Regions from separate parts of the Mus musculus genome. Here regions 1, 2 and 4 are each linked to region 3. Evidence: chromatin contacts called from public ChIA-PET, HiChIP or PLAC-seq and promoter capture Hi-C data. All regions are on one chromosome and are shown on one strand. Each heading gives the region's core, a stretch centred on a gene start, on an enhancer-like site or on the middle of the called end of the contact. The rest is flanking DNA. Distances are from core to core; before and after follow the strand shown.

Evidence for each region. ChIA-PET counts read pairs in DNA pulled down with a chosen protein or histone mark. HiChIP or PLAC-seq counts read pairs in DNA pulled down with a chosen protein or histone mark. Capture Hi-C pulls out chosen DNA fragments and counts their contacts.
Region 1: a contact with region 3 is called in a promoter capture Hi-C map of adipose tissue. The contact joins the promoter of Slc2a6 here to the promoter of Tmem250-ps in region 3. A contact is called at or near these places in 1 of 484 Hi-C or Micro-C datasets (neutrophils), 1 of 115 datasets of contacts at active chromatin or transcription factors (pancreatic cancer cells) and 1 of 9 other capture datasets (adipose tissue).
Region 2: a FOXA1 HiChIP or PLAC-seq map of pancreatic cancer cells shows a contact between it and region 3. The contact joins the promoter of Stkld1 here to the promoter of Tmem250-ps in region 3. A contact is called at or near these places in 1 of 39 promoter capture datasets (erythroid cells), 2 of 115 datasets of contacts at active chromatin or transcription factors (epiblast stem cells and pancreatic cancer cells) and 1 of 9 other capture datasets (liver).
Region 4: an RNA polymerase II ChIA-PET map of memory CD8 T cells shows a contact between it and region 3, with 25 read pairs. The contact joins the promoter of Traf2 here to the promoter of Tmem250-ps in region 3. A contact is called at or near these places in 1 of 39 promoter capture datasets (erythroid cells) and 2 of 115 datasets of contacts at active chromatin or transcription factors (memory CD8 T cells and pancreatic cancer cells).

What each region holds. Positions count from the first base shown.
Region 1 is chr2:27,026,587-27,029,286 of GRCm38.p6, forward strand. It overlaps Slc2a6 (solute carrier family 2 (facilitated glucose transporter), member 6), which reads right to left and starts at 1,412. Exons shown (of 10, transcript NM_172659.2): 1 at 1,231-1,412; 2 at 555-717. The coding sequence starts at 1,319.
Region 2 is chr2:26,932,682-26,935,604 of GRCm38.p6, forward strand. Stkld1 (serine/threonine kinase-like domain containing 1) reads left to right here and starts at 1,375. Exons shown (of 19, transcript NM_001379463.1): 1 at 1,375-1,431; 2 at 2,633-2,719. The coding sequence starts at 1,417. Surf4 (surfeit gene 4) reads right to left here and starts at 830. Exons shown (of 6, transcript NM_011512.3): 1 at 594-830. The coding sequence starts at 641. It overlaps Gm36591 (a long non-coding RNA gene), which reads right to left and starts at 587. Exons shown (of 2, transcript XR_374179.1): 1 at 1-587.
Region 3 is chr2:26,139,201-26,141,900 of GRCm38.p6, forward strand. Tmem250-ps (transmembrane protein 250, pseudogene) reads right to left here and starts at 1,306. Exons shown (of 2, transcript NM_001256521.1): 1 at 939-1,306.
Region 4 is chr2:25,545,619-25,548,318 of GRCm38.p6, forward strand. It overlaps Traf2 (TNF receptor-associated factor 2), which reads right to left and starts at 1,322. Exons shown (of 11, transcript NM_009422.3): 1 at 1,244-1,322. It overlaps Gm35476 (a long non-coding RNA gene), which reads right to left. Exons shown (of 4, transcript XR_866044.3): 4 at 2,307-2,447.

The DNA of each region.
Region 1 (2,700 bases), core at 162-2,661, 890 kb after region 3:
CGTTATGGGAAAAACATAGTTAACCTCAGGGGTGAAGATATTTCACGAAGTGTCTAGCATGTGCTCAGCATGTGCTGTGCGCCTTGCACATTCCCACCCCATTTGAAATGCTCAGGAGACCCCAAATCTTTCCAGCTTTGCTGTCAAGTCGCAGTCCTAACTCAGGGTCTACTGACATTCTAACGTTAAAGTCTTGGGCTCCTGGGCTCTGTTTAGCCACGTTCTGTCCTTGTCCATATGGCACCTCTCATCCCGCTAGCATCTGGTGTGACTGCCTCCAGGCACCCAGGAGGATGTCAGCTCTGCTGTGGCAGCCTGGCTTTGGGTATGGGGTTGGGAAATCTTCCCCTCAGCCCTGGCCCACATCTCTGCAGGATGTCACTTCCTCATGTCACTTGCCATCACCGCTAGCAGACGGGAATGCGTGTTAGGGAGAGATACCGGTGCTCTAGGGGAGGTTCCAAGGCTAGGTGATTTTAGTTCCCTGTGGTAAGCAGGTTGAGTGGGCCCATGCTCCCTCCACTACCCCATCTGATTTAGAGAACAGGCCTCACCCCAAACCAGGATGCCTGGATTTTGTCCAGGTGTAGTGCTGGGTCAGAAGAGAGCTTCAGTTCAGGGATGACTGGAGATGTGTAGACCAAGGCATACCCAAAGCTGAAATTGCCCAGCACAGCGGCGAAGGTAGCCAGGAACACCCTTCTGTTTTTCAAGGCCCTGGTGGGGGATGGGGTAGAACCAAAGGACCAAGGACAAGTCCTTTAAATGGACCCTGAGTTCCCAGACTGCTGCCTTCCCCGAGCCCATGACCATCCAGCTCGGCAGATAACCAGGAGAGGCCTGGGTCCAGGGCCAGTCAAGTTGTCTTCAGGCCTTAGCAGCAGCTCTGGGAAATCCCCAGGCTGTCGGCTGGGGCTGGTGCCCGTTTTCTCCAGAAAAGAAATTGTGGTTTTTGCCTCCTGTTGTGATGCTCAAAGCTTGTTCTGTGATCTTAGGCAAGACCCATGTCCTCCCCCTGTGGCAGGTGGGGATCCCACCCAGTATTCCTTTGGAGGCTCTCTTCTTTATGGTGGTCCAGTTCTTTAAATAGGACTTGCGAGCATGCGGTAAGAAAGAGTCAGATGACTCTTGGTGGCCACTCACCAGAAGTCAGTAATGGCCCAAGATGTGTATCGTCTGCTGGAGATAAGGCCATCCCAACCTCCCATGCCCACACCCTGAGACTCTCACCCGGCTCGTTCTCTCTCTCCAGGAGTCGCGGGCACCTCGGGGAAGGTATCATAGTCGAGTCCCTCGGTTCTTAGCAGGGGTTCCTGCATGGCCAGCGCGGATGGTCAGATACAGCGGGACTCCACTGCAGAGCTAAAGCATCTGCCTGAGCCCTCAGCACAGCAGGCGAAGCTCCGCCCTACAGATGCGATTGGCTGCAGGGCGGCCCTGCAGAGCCGTGCTGTCCAATGAGACAGCCGCACGCCTCGGATGCAGGGTGCGATCGGGCTCCCGGGCGTGTCCCATCGCGTGCGCCTTGAGGCGCTGGATTCTGCCGGGGAAACCCGCTTCTAGGGCAGGGCCGCCTGAGCACCCTTTCGCCAGGCTAAGAGCGTGGACTGCTCCATGGCTGGGTCTGGCTTTATGGAGGAGAAGCCCAGAGAGTCGTAAGCTTGCCAAGGTCACACGGAGGATTGTTATTATTATATATTTTTTTATTATTGCCTTGCTTGGCCCTGTTCTGTGCCCTCTCCCGTCACATAGATGTCACTTCTACACCTGCCACTTCACTTCTCGCCTCCTAACCCTAGTTGACTCCAATGAATCACTACTTTGGGTGTGTACAGTAAGTAGGAGGAGGGTGGAGCAGAAACAATTAGGGGTAACTCCAGCAGGTGCCCTGCGGTGTCTCACCCCATAGCTGTGGACAAACCCCAAGGCTTCTCTCTGCTAGCAAGCAATCTGTCTCTGAGCTACATTCCTGATCTCTGGGATTTCCTGGTTGTCCAAATAGCTTGCACTGTTCAAAATCATTCCAGTAATGGTATAAAATGACCAAAAAAAACGAAACAGAAACTTCTCTAGGAGGTGGAAAAAGCCACAATCAAGATGCCTATCTGTGTCTTTGGACTTTTTCAGTCACAGGAGTGGACTTACTTCCTGTTCACATTTATAAACTGACCCTTTGTTACCAGGCTATTAAAACAGTAAAGGGTGTTGTAGAAGTCTCAGTTCCCCTTTAGAAACACTTCTAGAGAGGACAGTAGAGACCACAAAACTGCTGCGACCCACCCTGGCTGGACGTCTTTCCTTCCTGTGTTTGCCTTGCCTGTCTGTTACTTAGTGGGGAGGTGAACTTTCAGTGAGTGGTGTTCCACTTCACATCCAAGCTGAGTGTGTGTGTGTGTGTGTGTGTGTGTGTGTGTGTTATACATAATTTTGGGAGCCTGAGAGCACTGGCTGCTCTTGCAAGGACTCAGGTTTGATTTCCCAGCCCCACGGGTTGGCACACAACCCTCCTCTTACCTCCATTTCCAGGACAATTGGTGCCTTTTGGCATCAGCTTTTATGTGGTACAGACAAAACACCCAAACATGTGAAAAACTTAAGATATATAATTTTTAAATTTTATGTCTGTCTGTGAGTCTGTGCTCCTGAAGCTGAAATGATGGACTTGTAGGAGCTGGAGTTACAGGCCGGTCAGTCACCAAA
Region 2 (2,923 bases), core at 125-2,624, 790 kb after region 3:
GCCCCGGCACCATTCAGCCTCCAGGGCTAGTTCAGGTTATATTATGACTTCGCAGATCTAACGGGACAATTTCAGAAGTCAAAGCCTCACACTCACACAACTCCCACCCCATCCGTCGAACTTAATTGTAAAAAGTGGTGCCACCTGCGCCTCTCTCCGGCTCTAACCCTGCCCAGCTAGTCGCTCGGGCCCAGACTCATCCCAGGCCTTCCCTGCGGTTCACAAGCCACCTGTACACTTGGGAAGGCGAGCCAAGGGGCAGGCTCCTCTCCTTCGGCAGCGTGGACCCAGATCGGGCAACCGGAGCAGAGTCCACGCAAAGAAGGAAGGGCCAGGACGGTCCTGGACAAGGGCGGAGGGGCCACGCAGCGGGGCGCACAGAGTACCCCCTTCCCCAGAGGTCCCCAAGGAGCCGCCGCGGTTCAGAGGGCAGAGGGCACAGAGCAGCACCGCGGGCCCCGGGAGCCTCCCTGGCCGCCACCCCCAACCCCCCGCCCAGCCTCCCCTCGGATTTCTCCGTAGAGCTAGGCAGGACGGCGAGGACGGGCGTCCGTGGGGCCGTGACGGCCAGCGGGCTGTGGGGCAGGCCGCACCTGGTCGGCGAAGTCCTCGGCCGTGCCCATCAGGTCGTTCTGTCCCATGGCGGCGGCGGAAGGCTCAGCTGGCAGGTCCTGGGCGCTCGCGCCTGCTGCGGCCTCCACAGGAAGTACCCGGCGGCCGGCCTCGCTGAGCCGCGGCTGCTCTAGCGGCTGCCACGTAGGCCAAGCCTTAAAGGGACCGCGCCTCCCGCCGCGCCCCGCCCCGCCTGCCGCGCGCCCTCACGCTCCAGGCCCCGCCCGCCACGCTCGAGGAGCCTGGCGCCGGCGCACCGCCCTTCACGAACAGGCCCCGCCTCCGCCGCGCGCCCTTCACAGGTAGACCCCGCCCCCACACCCCAGGCCCCGCCCCTCCAGCCCCTACGGACCACCCCTAGCCCTTCAGCCTCTAGAACCCGAAGCGCTGACCACTTTCCACCCTCACCAAGCAGCAGGTCCCGCCCACCGTGCTGGTAGACTTCCTGCCACCTGTGTCTCCCGCCCGTAGTACTTGCGGCCCCGCCTGCCGCGTCGTCAGTCTCTGCCCCGCCCTCCACCCTACCCAACACACCGGGGCCCTGCCCTTCGTCCGAAACACGGCTCCCTATTCTCTGTGGCTTCTTTAAGGGGCATAGTACGAGTATGCCATGTACGAGCCAAAGTGCTAAGCAGACACGCCCCGGGTTGAGGGTTATGGAAGGCAGGTGGAGGGGCTGAGGAGGTGGGGTGGGCACACGGAGCAGTCACTACCGAGCATGCTCAAACGAGGGTTCGACTACCGGCCTGGCTCGAGGGCTTTGCCCGGTAGTAGGACAGTGAGGCAGTGTCTCCACGAGATACCATGGAAAAATATCAGGTGCTGAGATGCCCCCACAACCAAGGTCCAGTGTCCTTGGGCAGCGGGACAGGTCCGAGGGCCACACAGCCAGGCCCAGCCTCCATCACAGGGTGACCCTATGATCCCCGCATGTTTCCTCCTCCGAGTTCTCCTCCTTTGAGTCCTCCCAGGGCCTCAGTTTCCCTCTAAAATGATGACCAACCCCCAAGTCTGACCACTGGTTGGAGAATGGTGCACGTGCCCTTCCCCTTCCCTCCATGTATGGGGTCTTTAAAGGCAGAACCTGAGTGGTTGTTTTTTTAATCGCTTTTTTCCTCACATGTCAGCCTCATTAATTGTTAGACTCGGCTTATAAAAGCTTCAGTTTCGCTCATTTTCTTTTCCTCTTTTCCAGTATTCTTTGAGAGAAGGCTTACATGCGTTAGCCAAGCAAATGCACTTCTGATGGCCAGAAATGTTTAGAGAAAAACAAAAAACAAACCACTGCTCACTACCTGGGCTGAGCTCCAACGGACACCCTGTATTCCCTGTATGCTAATTATCCTTCCCGTACTGCCTACATATCTTGTCCCCTACCCCACGCTGACAGTGGCCTCTGTACTCAGGCCTCAGCCACCTTCTACCTGACAGCACTGATCTTGTAGAGTTCTGGCTTACAGACCAGTTCTGAAGGTGTGGCTTCAAAGATGAGCTCTGGCTCAGACCCCAGTCCCACAGCCACAGGCAAGGACCTTGCTCCTAGGCCCCAGTATCTATCTCTCAAGTGAATTGTAGGCAGCACCAGTGCAGGTTACAGAGGATGGCTGGGAAGCACTTCCTTCAGTACTGTGCCCTAGACGAAGCTATGACTGCACCAGTTACACAAATCACAGGCCTTGTTTGGATGTTCATTTTGGCGAAGGGTACTAGATGGGGTATCACTAGGGTTAAGAGCCACTTCTGCCCCCAGCCCCACCCCCCAACTGTCTCTTACCTATAAGGCTGCCCCTGTAGGCTTGGGGAAGGCCATAGGCTATAAAATAAGAGTTCCAGAATGGGCTTCGAGGGAAATTGTATTGGCCCCACCCTGGAAGGCTTCTCAATCCATCACCTAAGGCCATTTCCTCTACAACAAAATTGAGAGAAGAAGCCATACTTGGGGGTGGAGTGTGGAACCATCACATGTAGGAAGTAGAGAATAATGTGACGTTCTCAAAGTCTCTCTCTTCCTTGAGGATAGCTATTGCAAATGCTGAATCCTGGAGCCTTAGGGGTGAACCTGGTGGTGGAAGAACTGGAAACTGAAACCAAGTTCTTGATAAAGCAGGTAAGGTGCAGAGCCCCTTGCTCCCAAGTTACAGAGGTCTCTCAGACTCCAGAAATCCCCAGACAAGCCCCGTTGAGGCAAGTTGTAGCCTGAGACTTCTGGAGTTCTCTCTTATTCCTCTCACTCTGGTGCTAACCACACACTAACCACAATGCTCACCCACATGCCTGCGGTCATCTCACTGAACCCATCAACCCTGCCAAC
Region 3 (2,700 bases), core at 56-2,555:
TACTGGTTGCCCAGTACTCCCCATTACTTCCATAGTGACTTATAACAGTCCCCTTCAAGGACACTCCATGCAGAGTCACAAGAGGACTGGGATGAAGGGGGTGTCCACATAGCAAGCCCCTAAGGTTACTTGCTGGGCCTGAACTTTGGCATTATTTTGGCAGGTTACCATCTCACCTCCCACTGATCTTGCTCCGTAAATTGAGGCACCAAGACCTCTTCCCTGGGGCTGCCTGTACACAACAAAAGCATTACTGGCTTATCTAGGCTGGACATAGTGTCAGAGTTCTCCAAACTGGGACACAGAGAGGAGAAATGGCGTGTGGTTCCTTGTTTCACCAAGCAATTGTCATTCGCAGCAGCCTATGTTAATTTGCATATGGGGGAAAAAAAACACTAAATTTCAAACTATGGGACACTAGAGACCAAAAGTTGGTAACAGGACAGGGCAACATCGCCAACAGGCTTTTGCGACTTCCACTCCAACGGCTTCTGTCACCGCCGTAGGTCCTGAGCAAATGGCCGCCAGCGCAGCTGCGGCCGAGGCGCAGTGGGAGGAAACCTGTCCCGAGCCGGGGAGGCTTAGCTATGTTTTACCCAGCTAGACAGGGCAATGGCCTCATTCAGGCGTGTCACTGGACACCGCACAGGAGGGGGATGCGGTCTGCAGCAGGTGTACTCGGGTGGAGGTGCATGCCATGGCGCGGCCCGGCGCGGGGCACGCGTCTCTGAGCACGGGACCCTAGAGCAGGACATCCAGCTCTCCAAGGCCCGCTAACTCGGCGCGTGGAGATACGACCCTCACTAGCCATAGGCTACGCGCGACCCCGGCCCTCAGCCCGCGTTTTCTGCGGGCGCCACTTCCGGTGTCGGGGCGCCGTTGCCGTGGAGACGGCCCTTAGGTCCGTGGCCGGTCCCCGCCCGTCCTCGGCGGCTCACCCGGTGCCCTCTCCGTGGCGGTGCCGGTGTCCGGAACCATGCGGCGGGCCGACGGTGCTGGGGACCGGGCCTGCGGCTGAGCTTGTGCCCCGGGGGTGCGACGCCAAGGCGGGCACATGCCGCCGAGGACGGGGTCGCTTCGCGCGGCCCTTCAGTTGCCCCCGGCTGGCTCTGGCCCGGAGGGGAGGGCGCTCCCGGGCCGGGCCCGAGGCGTTTGTCCCAGCGTGGGAGCCGTAGTGTTGTCCCTCGGCGGCCACCGTAGCACGGTCTTCACGCCCCCTCCGCCCGCGACGACACGGTGAAGCCTCGCAGCGCCCACCGCGGGCCCGCGCGGAGCATCCAGGAATTCCTCATTATCCGAGGACGCGCACTAGCGTGCGCGCGCCGTGAGCCGACCGTGACGTCATTGGCCCGCGGCCTCAGCCGGAGCGTGAGTTTAGCTCTCCCGCGCAGGCGCAGATGGGAGAACTAAGGGCGAGGAGGCTGGTCCTCTCCGTGTCAGTGCGCGTGCGCGAGTGTGGGAGGGGCTTTCTCGCTGTGGTGTGAGCTTGTCTCCTTTCTGGTGGTGCGGTGGAGTTTTTCCTGTGTCCCAACGCGCGCCGCTGGCACCCAGAGAGCAGTGACGGTTGCAGATGAAGCGATCTCGTGCTTTAGGGGTACTCGCTGTAGAGCACAAGGATCCTGGAAGCGCCAAAAGAAAGAGTTAAGCTGGTGTGTCACCGGTCTAAATGACCTTGCCAGGTTCCTGCAAGCAGGTGTGGTAGGTTTCAGTTAAAAGTTGATGTGTGCGTTTGTTGCTAGGATGTGGAGAGAAGGTTGGGTCAGGCCATCATCCCATGACGGACCGGAAAGTAGCCTTACAGGGTTATCCTACATTGACCCTCCTGCTTACCCAGGCGTCAAATGCAGGCTCCCAGGGAAGAGAAACAGACCCTTTGCAGGAAAGGGGAACCTAGGGCTGGCTGCAAGGCACCTTTGCACTTCACAGGGAACACTTGGAGGCCCCAGCCCACGCAAGACCAAGAGCAGCTACAGGCAGTGGCATGTGCACATCCTGCCAGTACAGCCCACAAATGAATGAATAGATGTAAAAATAAGTGAATGTGCCATATGTCATTATACTCTCTTTTAATCACAGCACTCCAGAGGCAGGCGGATCTCTGTAAGTTCTATGCCAGCCAGGTCTTCTTGGTGAGAGTATGTCAAACACATCTTGGGTCAGTGAGATGGCTTGTGGGTAAAGGCACTTGCCACCAAATTAACAATCCTTGGTACCCACATAACAAAGGTGAAAATTGATGCCCTCCTGTTGCCCTCTGACTTACACACACACACACACACACACACACACACACACACACCATGCACACAGAAGTAATGCTTACAATAAGTCTAAGTCAACTGGAGCCCCTGGACTATGTGACCCTGTCTCGAAACAATAAGAAGCATTTCCTCCCCTGGCCTGAGTTTCTGTCACCCTGGAGTGATGATCTTCTGTTTTCTTGATCGTCCCCTCCTTTAGCTCCCCCCTTGGTTCTGTCCCTACTAGAGATGTCCAGTTTCTCTACTTTTTCTGTCCCTCTGTCCCTTTCCACTTGTTCAGCCCTGTTGCTCCTGTAAGAGCCCTCAGAGTCCTCTACACCTCTGACTTTGAGGCTCTCTCCCTCTGAGGTTGGGCAGGTAGCTGCTGCTGACAGCTCTTGGCCTCTAATGTTGGACCACTGGACGGAGACTGAAAGCACCCTGAACGTCTCACTAAAGG
Region 4 (2,700 bases), core at 72-2,571, 590 kb before region 3:
GACCTGCTAGGCAGGCAAGGAGCCACCAGTTCAGACCAGAGACACAACTGCTGACAGCACTCAGCCTTCCAGATGTACACACAAGGCTTGATAAAAAACAACCCTTCCTTCAGCTTTTAAAACTCAAGTATTTATAAATCCATCATTAAGTATTCAGCAATAAAGTTAATTTTTAAGACTTAAACATCAATTTGAGATTGCTTGGGGTCTCCACCTGATAACAGTTAACTTTGGGTCACTAAATACCACCTTTCTCAGTCAGTTACGCAGGCAGGAAGGGGCCGTGGTGGCAAGGTCAACTGTGACTTCTCTGGGGGACTGGTAGCCAAGCTAGTGAGTTGCACACAAGACAATGATGACATTGCATTGTGTCCACGGAGCTGAAAGTTTGTTTCTCCGATTTTGGGGCCCGCTGGGAGTACGTCTGTGAGTTCTAATCAATCTCATGTCCTTTCCACCTACTCAGGGCTTCAAGTCCATCATGTGGAATATACACTAGGTCCAACCTCCATTAGGCAGGCGTCAGGAGGTTAAGGGCCCTGGGATCAGTCTCCACACCCTGACACATATGCATCTATCCCATCAACATAGTTTCCAGGGCGGTGGTGGCGCAGGCCCTTTAATCCCAGCACTCAGTAGTTCGAGGCCAGACTACTTTACAAAAAGCAAGATAGTTTCCAGAGAAACAGAGGTTCTGAGGGGCAGAAAGGTGAGATCTGAAAAAATAAAGGAGGACAGGGAAGGTAAACCACCAACAGGGAAGAGGCCTTATGGGGGAGGTGGTGTCCGTGATTTGTGTAGCCGGGTGTCAGAAAAGGCGACGTAAATTTGGCAGACCAAATTTGACTGCCCCATCCAAAAAGCATAAGTGGGTGGGAGGTGAGCGGTAAAAGTGGCCTGGGAGACCAGGTATTCGCTCAAGGCCAGTAAGGGCAAGTGGGGCTCGTGGGTCCCTCGGGCGCGATGCCGGACCGAGATCTGGGGCAGGGACCGTACTGCTGTAACCCCGAGCCACCGCGGTAGGCGCGCAGCCAAGCACCGCTGCGGACGTCGCGAACTTTTCCGGCCCCCCTCCCGCGACTTTCAGTTTCCGGCTCCGCGGCTCCGAAAAGTCTACCCACCCACCTCACCCAGACAGCGGCGGCCCCGCATCTGACCCCCAACCGCCACTCCCACCCCGCGCCTGACCCCAGCCCGGCCGCCGCTGAGAGTAGACCCCCCGCTTAGATCCGCGCCGCCTCACCCAACGGTCTTCGCGCGCCCGGAACTCAGCGCTCGCCGGGAAACACCCCCGCTGCCGCGGCCCGCCCCGTCTGACGGACAGACGCACGCGCCTACCAGGAGCTCACAGGGAGCAGCAGCGGCCGTCGATTTGTCAAATAGGCCGCCTTGACTCTGCCCGCTGACAGACGGAAGCAGGAACCTACCAGGAACGAGCACGGAACCGCAGAGAGCGGTGATTAGTCAGAGCGGCGCAGGGGGTGGGGGCTAAGCCGGTTTCTCCGGTTCCTAGCAAGGTTGTTGAGGAAGCTGCCTTGAGCCTCTCTTCGTGGACGTCAGTCACTTGCAGTCACTTGCCACCAAATGTAACTCGAGTTCGAGCCCTGGGTCCACATCGTGGAAAGAGAGCAGGGGTTTATGCATTATTTAGTCATACACACAAATAGACGAATAAGTGTAATTTAAAAGTTTAAAGAGTTAACATTTCAATGAATATTTGCGAACAAAGAAGTGTAGACAAAAGGGTATACTGTGGAACAAACTGACATACTACAGCTTCCGCGACGAGATTTTTTTCCATCTGTTGTGGGAGAGGTTGCAAGGATGAAAGGCAGGTACAAGGGGAGGGGGAGATGGGTGGGATGGGGTGCATGATGTGAAATGCACAATGAACCAATAAAAAGGTTTTTAAAAAAGTTTGAAGGATTCATCAAGAGCACCTTCAACCACATGAACAGGGAAATGTCCCCCAAGAAAGCTTATGTTTGGAGACTTGAGTCTACGTCAACATGTAGATTTGTACACCTCTGACAATTGTCTATTCTCATCTCTGCAGTCCTGTTAAAAAGGTATTTTAAAAAAATTATAAGTATGTATGTCTGTGCACATGAGTGAAGTATCCAGGGATTCCATACAAAGAGGCCATTGTATCCCTTAGAGCAAAAGTTATAGGCTCAGGGCTGAAGAGATGGTTTAGTGGCTAAGAGTACCGACAGCTCTTCCAGAGGTCCTGAGTTCAATTCCCAGTAACTACATGATGGCTCACAACCATCTGTAATGGGATCGGATGCCCTCTTCTGATGTGTGTCTGAAGACAGCTACAGTGTACTCATAAAATAAATAAATAAATCTTAAAAAAAAAAAAAAAGTTACAGGCTCTTGTGAGCTGGGACCCAAACCAAACTTCAGAACTCTGAGAGAGCTCTTAACTCCTGAGTCATCTCTTCCTGCAAAAAAGAAAAAAAATATATATATATGCTGACACATATCTCTATATATCTCTAGACATCACACACACACACACACACACACACACACACACACACACACGCTACACACATAACCACATATAAACAACACCATACACATATATGTATATACACACAAAGTATTTAGAGCTCACCATCAGGGGTGTCCAACCCACAGCATGTATCCCAGGATAGCATCCCAACATTTGTAGCTGTTATATCACAGTGTGGA